Regions from separate parts of the Sus scrofa genome. Here regions 1 and 2 are each linked to region 3. The links are chromatin contacts, called in public HiChIP or PLAC-seq and promoter capture Hi-C maps. All regions are on one chromosome and are shown on one strand. Each heading gives the region's core, a stretch centred on a gene start, on an enhancer-like site or on the middle of the called end of the contact. The rest is flanking DNA. Distances are from core to core; before and after follow the strand shown. Region 1 holds the start of MSL1 (male-specific lethal 1 homolog). Region 2 overlaps RARA (retinoic acid receptor alpha). Region 3 holds the start of CDC6 (cell division control protein 6 homolog).

What was found. Promoter capture Hi-C pulls out the DNA fragments that hold promoters and counts their contacts. HiChIP or PLAC-seq counts read pairs in DNA pulled down with a chosen protein or histone mark.
Region 1: a promoter capture Hi-C map of liver shows a contact between it and region 3, with 3 times the contacts expected there. The contact joins the promoter of MSL1 here to the promoter of CDC6 in region 3. A contact is called at or near these places in 4 of 5 promoter capture datasets (fetal liver, fetal skeletal muscle, liver and 1 more), 18 of 47 Hi-C or Micro-C datasets (alveolar macrophages, blood, brain and 11 more) and 2 of 2 datasets of contacts at active chromatin or transcription factors (alveolar macrophages and skeletal muscle).
Region 2: a contact with region 3 is called in an H3K27ac HiChIP or PLAC-seq map of alveolar macrophages. The contact joins the enhancer-like site here to the promoter of CDC6 in region 3. A contact is called at or near these places in 1 of 5 promoter capture datasets (fetal skeletal muscle), 25 of 47 Hi-C or Micro-C datasets (adipose tissue, alveolar macrophages, blood and 12 more) and 2 of 2 datasets of contacts at active chromatin or transcription factors (alveolar macrophages and skeletal muscle).

Annotation. Positions count from the first base shown.
Region 1 is chr12:22,236,231-22,238,930 of Sscrofa11.1, forward strand. MSL1 (male-specific lethal 1 homolog) reads right to left here and starts at 1,327. Exons shown (of 9, transcript XM_003358056.4): 1 at 1-1,327. The coding sequence starts at 713.
Region 2 is chr12:22,048,500-22,051,254 of Sscrofa11.1, forward strand. It overlaps RARA (retinoic acid receptor alpha), which reads right to left. Exons shown (of 9, transcript XM_003131474.6): 8 at 1,076-1,234; 9 at 1-517. The coding sequence ends at 300. Among named protein-coding and RNA genes, the nearest start is that of GJD3, 9.6 kb to the left of the region's middle. Within about 2 kb of position 1,297, at least 4 of the 83 cell types and tissues checked have an H3K27ac peak or open chromatin away from gene starts, as enhancers often do. A contact at or near this core is called in alveolar macrophages, where this site is marked.
Region 3 is chr12:22,116,971-22,119,755 of Sscrofa11.1, forward strand. It overlaps CDC6 (cell division control protein 6 homolog), which reads right to left and starts at 1,471. Exons shown (of 13, transcript XM_003131471.4): 1 at 1-1,471. It also overlaps a transcript of WIPF2 not described here.

The DNA.
Region 1 (2,700 bases), core at 77-2,576, 120 kb after region 3:
TGCTGCTGCTGTTCGATGAGGTCCAATTGCAGCAGAAGGATCTGTTTGAGGCAGGCGGCCTGACTGGAGGCTCCCGAGCCGCCGCCACCCCCGAGAGGGCTCTTCCTCATACTCTTCCATCGGCCCTCGCTGGCCGCCAGGGTCCCGGCGGTGGCGGTGGGCGCGAGGGGTGGCGGCCCGGGCAGAGGTAGTGGTGGGGGTCCCGCCGGGTCCGAGGCGGTGGCAGCTGGGGGAGCCGCCCCACCCTTGTCCCCAGCCCAGGGCGTAGGCTCTTTGGCCGCCGCCACGAGAGAGCCCGTCTGAATGGGCAGCACCGCCTGATACTTGGGTCGGGGACTGCAGCCGGCTCCGGCTGCCGCTGGCTCCCCCCCAATGCCAGCTTGTTTGGTGGCCGGGGGCGGACAGGGCAAGGGCACCGAGCCGCCCCAGCTCTCTTCCTGCTGCCCGGGGGCCGCCCCGGCCGGGAGTAACAAGCCCCGGCCCTTGCCGCCGCAGCCGGCCGGGGAGGGCGCGGGGCTCCCGCCCTGGGAGGAGGCCAGCGGGGGCCCCGGCTCCTTGAGCTTACGGTGCCGGGGGAGGAAGTGGGCTTCGGCCGCCCCGGGCTCGTCCTCGGGCCCGCCCAGCGCCGCAGCCCGCTCGTAGTCCAGTCGCTGCTCAGGGTTGCCGCCGGCAGGGGCCGCGGCCGCCTTGAACACTGCGGATCTCATGGTCATAGTGGTCCGGAGCAGCGCCGGGGACCGAGACGGAGGAGGGGGTGGGGAAGGGGCGAGGTGCTGGGGGTCGAGGACGGAGGAGGGGGAGGGGAGTTTGGCGGGCTCGCCTCAGCAGCGCGGCAGCAGGCCTCGGCTAGCGCGGCTCCTCCGGGGCCCGGGCGCCATCCCGCCGGCGTGCGGAGAAGTGGAGGCCGCGGCTGAGGCCCGCCGCCGGCCCATGGGGGCCTCGCCGCCGCCTCTGCTGCCGCCGCCGCCGCCTTCGCCTCAGAGGCAGGAGCTCGCACCCAGCCGCCCCGAGCTCATCCCCGGAGCTCGCTTCGGCCCCCCCTGGCCCGGCCGGGCCCGCCTCGTCTCCCCACCCCACACCCCCCTTCCCCGCCCCGGCCCCCCGCCCCGGAGCTCGCCTCAGCCGCCCCGAGCCTCCATTTTCCCCCCTCTCCTCCTCAGGAGGGGGTGGGAGGGATGGGTCCGCCCAAAGCCCTCCTACTCCGGGAGGGGGTCTGTCGCCTCCCCTGGGGGTCTCCGGGCTCCGAGTCCCCCTCCCCCACTGTCACCCCCGGCGCCTCAGCGTTTCCCTTTAAAAAAACGGAGCCGCTCCGAGCCGCCGCCGCCGCGGCCGCCGCCGGCAGGAGGGCGCATGCGCTGGGAGGGACGCGGGCGGGAGCGAACCGGGAGCCGAGAGGAGGGAGGCGGGCCGCGCTATTGTGAAAGGGGCCGCCGCCGCCTCGAGGAGGGCGGGGAGGGGGCCGCGGGGGCGCCGGGCGCGGGGGCCGGCGAGGGGAGGCCGGGGATGAGGGGCGAGGACCCAGAAGCCGGCGGAGCGGCGGGGTGAAGGTGGGCTGCCGGGGGAGGGGCGAGCCGGGGGAGGGCCAGGAGGAGGGAAGAAAGGGCGACTGCGGAGGCTCCCCGGGAGAGAGGAGCGCGAGAGAATGGGGCTGAGAGCAAGGAAGGGGGCTTCGGGAGGCTGAGGCGCCCTCCGTGGAAGTGTACCGAGCGCTCCACGTACCCGCCCTGCGCTGGGCGGCCCCTTCCCGGGGCACCTTGGCAACCCGTCTGGCCCTCGCCAGAGGGGCCCTGCGGCCCCCGCAGCCCCGCACGCCTCCTGGACCGGAGTCAGGATGCAGGCTCCTGTGGGTGTTTTCTGGGCATAGAATTCTAACCCCTCCACCCCCTGCACTCCCCAGCAGCCCCACACTGGTATGGGAGAGAATGAAGTTCTTTGTCTCTAAGGGATCCAGACCAGAAACGGAGGGGACCTCTGGTTCCCCAAGGAAGGAAAATCCCTGCTGTCTGCTGCCTGGGGAGTTGTTGCCACCACCTCCCTGAAATGAAGTATTGCCAGCTACCAACAGTTCTTTCCCAACGGCCATGTCCCCAGCCTTCTTAAGTCACTTCTAGCATCTTCTGGGGGTTCATGAAAGACTGAAGAAAGGAAGGCATTTTTACCTTTACCCAGAATAGGAATAATTTAGGGTATTTTATGCTGAGCACTTCATCTTCTCCGTGTTCCTTGTGTGTATGTGTCTGTCCGTCTTAACTTCCAGGCAACTTTAGCCAACAAATCCTCACAGAATTCCTCGTGGAAAAACTCTTAATAGTTTTAATTGATTGTTTTTCTTTTCTGTTGAGGTGGGATTTTTTTTTTCTTCAGTCCATATGGAGAGGGAGATGACTAACATTCTTTGGCCCAATGTGAAAACCTCTAATTAAAACTGTATCTCTGCCTTGTGGGCCCAAAGCATAAAGCACTGGAAAATTGAGATAAATAGGTGTGAATGTGTTGAGAAGCCAAGAGAGCCCCAGCCTTCTTCTACCAGACTTTATGGCCTCAGATCTGCAAGGGGGATTTTATTGAAGTTAGGGATACCAATGAAGGGGAGAGGGGGTTGTATGGCAAGAGGCACATAGATTGTGGTGATCTTTTTCAGTGTCAAGACTTTCAGTACCAGAGTTTCCGTCATGGTGCAGTGGTTAACAAATCCGACTA
Region 2 (2,755 bases), core at 47-2,546, 69 kb before region 3:
GGGCAGAGGGGTGTCTTGATGAACGCGAGGCCCCCAGGCCCCATCCGGAGGCCCGGGCCCAGGGGTCCGCACGCAGTTCGTGGCCTTGACCCTGACGTCAGCCCAGGCTGCAGGAGCGGGCGGGCGGTCCATCGCAGGCCCGGGCCTCTGTCCGAAGAATCATCGCGGCCTCCGCTCTCCCGGCCCCCGGGGAAGGGAGGACGGGTGGGGGGCAGGGCCGGCGGGGGTCGCATGGTTGGTAGAAAGGCAGAGAAAAGCCAGGGCGTGGGGCAAGGGCCGAGTCCACGGGGCGTGGGCAGTCACGGGGAGTGGGTGGCCGGGCTGCTTCTGTTCGAGCTGGGGCTGAGGCTGGGGCTGCAGCTGCCAGGCGGCGGGGCCAGGCCGCCCCCGTCCCGCCCCCCGCCCCCCGCTTGTCCGCTCAGAGTGTCCAGGCCCTCTGAGTTCTCCAGCATTTCCTGGATGAGAGGTGGCATGGAGCCCGGGATCTCCATCTTCAGCGTGATCACCCGCTCGGCCCCTGCAGGGAAGGAGGGACAGGGGTCAGGGTGCCCGCCCCACTCCTCCAGCCCCAGGAGGGAGCAGGAAGAGGGTGGCAAGGTCAATACTACCAATATAGGCTCCCGCACTGAACACAGGGCTCAGCCCTTTGGCATAACCAGCTCTCTGAAGCCCCCGCACCTGAAGGGCAGCAGGGCAAAGTGGTTCCAAACTCAGCGCTGGGGTCAGACGGCCCGGGTGTGATGCGGGGCCTTTCCTAAGTGCTGTGTGCCCTGGACTCTCCCACCAACCTCTCAGAACTCTGAAACACCTTGGGGTGGGGCACTGAGGCTCAGAGCTGTCGTGTGACCTGCTCAAGGACACACCCCTGCATGGTCGGGCTCCAGAGCCCCGCCCTTAACCACCAGGCAAAGATGACACTGCCACCTTGAGGCTCATAGGTAGGGGGTCACCTGGATGGGGGGGGGTCCAGGTGAGTGGAGCACCTCATGGGCACAAAGACTTTGGGCCTGGGCCAGGTGCTGGGGCCCAGCCCCAGCAGACACACGGGATGTCCCTCCGGGTGTGGGGACCTTACCCTTAGCACTGATGCTTCGCAGGTCTGTGATCTTCATCAGCATCTTGGGGAACATGTGTGGGCGGCTGGGCCTCCGTTTCCGCACATAGACCTTCAGTGCCTCAAGCAGTGGCTCCTGCAGCATGTCCACCCTGTCTGGCTGCTCCAGGTCCTGCCGGTCTGAGGAAGCAAGAGGCCCGCTGAGCAGCGGCCCTGGCCAAGAGAGGAACATGGCTGCGCTCCCAGCCTTGGCCACCCGGGGGCGCGCCTGCCCAGGCCACGGACTGATGGGCTCTGCTCCCAGGGCCTCCTCACACCAAAAGGTCCTAGGCCCTCTTAAATGTGAGTAGAGGCGCTGGGGACTGGGGGTGCCCAAAGTTCATAGCAGTTGGACCCCTGAACACAGGCAGTGCCATCTTTTTTTTTTCTTTTTAGGGCTGCACCCATGGCATATGGAAGTTCCCGGGTTAGGGCTCAAATCAGAGCTATAGCTGCTGGCCTACGCCACAGCCAGAGCCACAGCAATGCGGGAGCTGAGCTGTGATAGACACCACAGCTCCAGGAAACGCCAGACCCTGAACCCACTGAGGGAGGCCTGGGATCGAACCCACGTCCTCATGGATACTAGTCAGGTTTGTTATCACTGAGCCATGATGGGAACTCCGGCAGTGCCATCTTAAGTAGAAGCAGGTCTCCCAGTCCTGCCCATTATTCTGGACACCCATGTGATATGGTAGAACTCCTAACAATAAAATAATAACAGCATGGAGTTCCCCGGTGACTCAGCAGGTTAAGGATCTCACGTTGTCACTGCTGTGGCATGGATTCAATCCCTGGCCCCAGAACTTCTACATGCCACGAGCATGGTCAAAATAATAATAATATCAGGAGTTCCCGTCGTGGCGCAGTGGTTAACGAATCCGACTAGGAACCATGAGGTTGCGTGTTCGGTCCCTGCCCTTGCTCAGTGGGTTAACAATCCGGCGTTGCCGTGAGCTGTGGTGTAGGTTGCAGACGCGGCTCGGGTCCCGCGTTGCTGTGGCTCTGGCGTAGGCCGGTGGCTACAGCTCCGATTCGACCCCTAGCCTGAGAACTTCCATATGCCGCAGGAGCGGCCGGCCCAAGAAATGGCAAAAAGACAAAAAAAATAAATAAATAAAAATAAAAATAATAATAATAATATCAATACAGCAGCAGCAGCCAACACGTACTGGGTCTGACTCCAGGCAACACTGTGCCTTATTTATCTTCTCCTTAATCCCCCCCACCAACTTTATGAGGTGGAACCTTTACTGTCCTGTTTTACAGAGAGGGAAGCTTAGCGGAGTTCCCTCTGTGGCTCAGTAAACAAGAACCTGACTAGTTTCCATGAAGATGTGGGTTCAATCTCGCTCAGGGGGTTAAGGATCCAGCATTTCTTTGAGCTGCAGCATAGGCTGAGGATGTGGCTTGGATCTGGTGATGCTGTGGCTACGGTGTAGGCCGGCAGCTGCAGCTCCAATTTGATCCCTAGCCTGGGAATTTCCATGTGCCCCACCTGCAGCCCTAAAAAAATAAAAGAGAGAAAGAAAGAAACAGGGGCTTGGGAGTTCCCTGGTGGCTCTGAGTTAAGGATCTGGCATTGTCACTGTTGTGGCTTGGGTTTGATCCCTGGCCCAGGAACTTCTAAAAGCCATGGGTGTGGCAAAAGAAAAGAAATGG
Region 3 (2,785 bases), core at 221-2,720:
ATATAAATTAGGGTGGTAATTTACAGGTCAACTTCCAAAGCTAATAACGTAGCTAAGCCTCAGCTTTCATTAAAAGCCAGAACCCAATACTAGAAGATGGTAAGCATTTATCTGTCATCCTTCAGCATCGAATGAAAGACAGCAGTAAAACCAAGAAATAGGAAAAAAACAAAAAAACCCAAAAACACAACCAAGTTAATTGCAGTTAGTTCATATAGGAGAAAAGAGCCAATACTGAGTGCTTCTGTGCATGCCAGGGACTGAGCTCCAGTATTTTACCTATTTCACCTCATTAATTCTCACAGGCACCCCATGAAGTTGGAGTAATTTCCATTTTACAAATGAGGAGACTGAAATAGAGAGGTTGAGTAAACTTGCTGAAGGTCAAACAACTCGTAAGTGGAAGAACTGGAATTCAATCTCAGGAAGCCTGATAGGAGAACAAGCTCCTGAGCATTTAAACATTCAAGGAGGAATAGGCAGATGCAGGTTCTAGAGGAGGGGGAGAGATGACACGGAGCACGTTTGGGGGAGCCTTTCTAGGAGCTGAAAACTCCAAGAGTGAAGACCATAAGCTGCCCTGGAGAAAGTGTTATCACAGAACGGAAGCTCTTCCACCAGATGGTATTTCTGGTCTCTTAATAGGGCAAGAGAACCTAGAAAGCAAATTTCACTGTTCCTATTTATTTTTATAACCTGGCCCCCTAAAACTTGTCCTTCATAACTAGAAATGGTAACAAGTGCCCAGCCAGCTTTTAAGGGATGATAGTGAACAAGCTACCTACCTCAGGTGCAGTGGGACAGAGGGGGCAGGGGAAGCTATGAGTGCTTAACATGCATGTCACAACCTTTGAAAACATTCACCAGGAAATACAGCACTGGTCCAAGACAAGCCTACAAGAGTAAATGACTATTATGGAAGCCGGCAGAGACTCGCAGAAGGTTCAGATCAAAACGTCTCTAAGAGGTCACCTACTGGATGCTTTCTCTTTCCACTACTCCACTAACACGATGAGCATCCCTTCATACTGTTTCTTGATTCTCTGCCTTTGCTGTTTGCTATGCCCAGAATGCCTCTCACCATCCTTCTTCCCTGGCTAATTATCACAAAGCCTTTTAGTGCTCCACAAAGGTTTCTCCTGGTGGCTATCATGAAGTTTCCTGCTAGACTCTGAGCTCCTTGGAGGCAAGGACCACATCGTTTTCATCTTCATATTGTTAGTGCCTTCCACAGAATAAAGTATGCAATAAATGCTTGCTGAAAAAATGGAAATGTTTCTGCCAAGTGGACATCTATCTTTTGCATGAATATTTTTGGCGGTTGGAGAACATACAGTCCTTTAAATCTCACATCCCTAAACCCAGGATTGGAGAGGGAATTTGATTCATGTGTAAAAAATGATCCTTGGGGTTCTCGTCATGGTGCAACAGAAACGAATCTGACTAGCATCCATGAGGACACTGGTTCCATCCCTGGCCTTGCTCGGTGGGTTAAGGATCCAGTGTTGCAGTGACCTATGGTGGTGTAGGTCACAGACGCAGTTCGGTTCCGGCACTGCTGTGGCTATGGTGTAGGCCAGCAGCTGTAGCTCTGATTTGACCCCTAGCCTGGGAACCTCCATATGCCCTAAACAAAAACAAAAACAAAACAAAACAAAAAAAAGACAAAAAAAGATCCAGACTAGGCTCTAACATCAAAAACGAAGCATCTCCCCAGTTATCCTCTGGGGGGGTTAGGATCCTGAGGTTGACATTTTAGTTCTCTTACCCCTGTCTGCAGCGTAATAGGAAGTCAGAGGCAGGCAGCTTCCTTGCAGTAAGTTGTAGTTTGTGGCTGGGTTGGGCCAGGAAATATTTAAGAGGCACATTCACCACCATAAGCGACTTACATCTCAGTAATAACTACAGTGGGCAGACTCATGTCCTTATCACCTGCTAATTTATATACAGTATCGTGGGGGAAGGAATCAAATCACACCGGAAGGACCTGTCCAGCATCTTTTGCATGTCTGTGCGCATGTGCGCTGGCAGGTACGTGCACGCATACACAGACAAGCAATACCATCCCAACAGGACAGAGAATACCCGCAGGGTTAGGAAGTCGAGGGTCATTTAGGCAAGCTCCATTTGAGGGCTGAATATTCAAAGGCACAGGAGGAACAATTAAATCAATAAATATAGTTTATTAATCATATTAATAACAACGCTGGGTCAAATAATCAGGGATTCAGCCAATCTGGCAAGTATGGATGAAAATGAAAGGAGGCCTGTGTCCCCTCCCCTTCCCTCCCCCTCATAGGTTTTTTTTTTTTTTTTAATCTAAATTATGTGAGAGTGACTCATACACACACCCATTATGAATCAGTACAGGAAATGATTCCAAGACCTTTGCTAGTGATGAAAGTGCACGTTAAGCTCATTAAGTCTTAGTGGTGATTCTGTCAGCTGACTACAGTCAGCAGAGACTGTCGGGTTCAATTTTTACACCTAAAGTCAAAGTTCAAGAAAGCCAGCTTAAGATTTCCATTTAAAAAGCAGTGAAGAAAAAAAAAAAAAAAAGGCAACACCCACATAAAAATACACGCCTGCTCTGTATGCTCTGCCTTCACCTTTTCTTCACATCTCAGTGTGAGAATCTACCACGCACACAGGAGGAGAGAACCCTTAGGAAAAGACACGAGGCCAGGGGGTCTCCTGGGTTCCCCGAAATCACGGGCAAAGGGGAGTTGGTGGCAAAGAGAAATCACGACCAGCTCTTTCAGAATTAGCCAGTCCGCATGGCTAA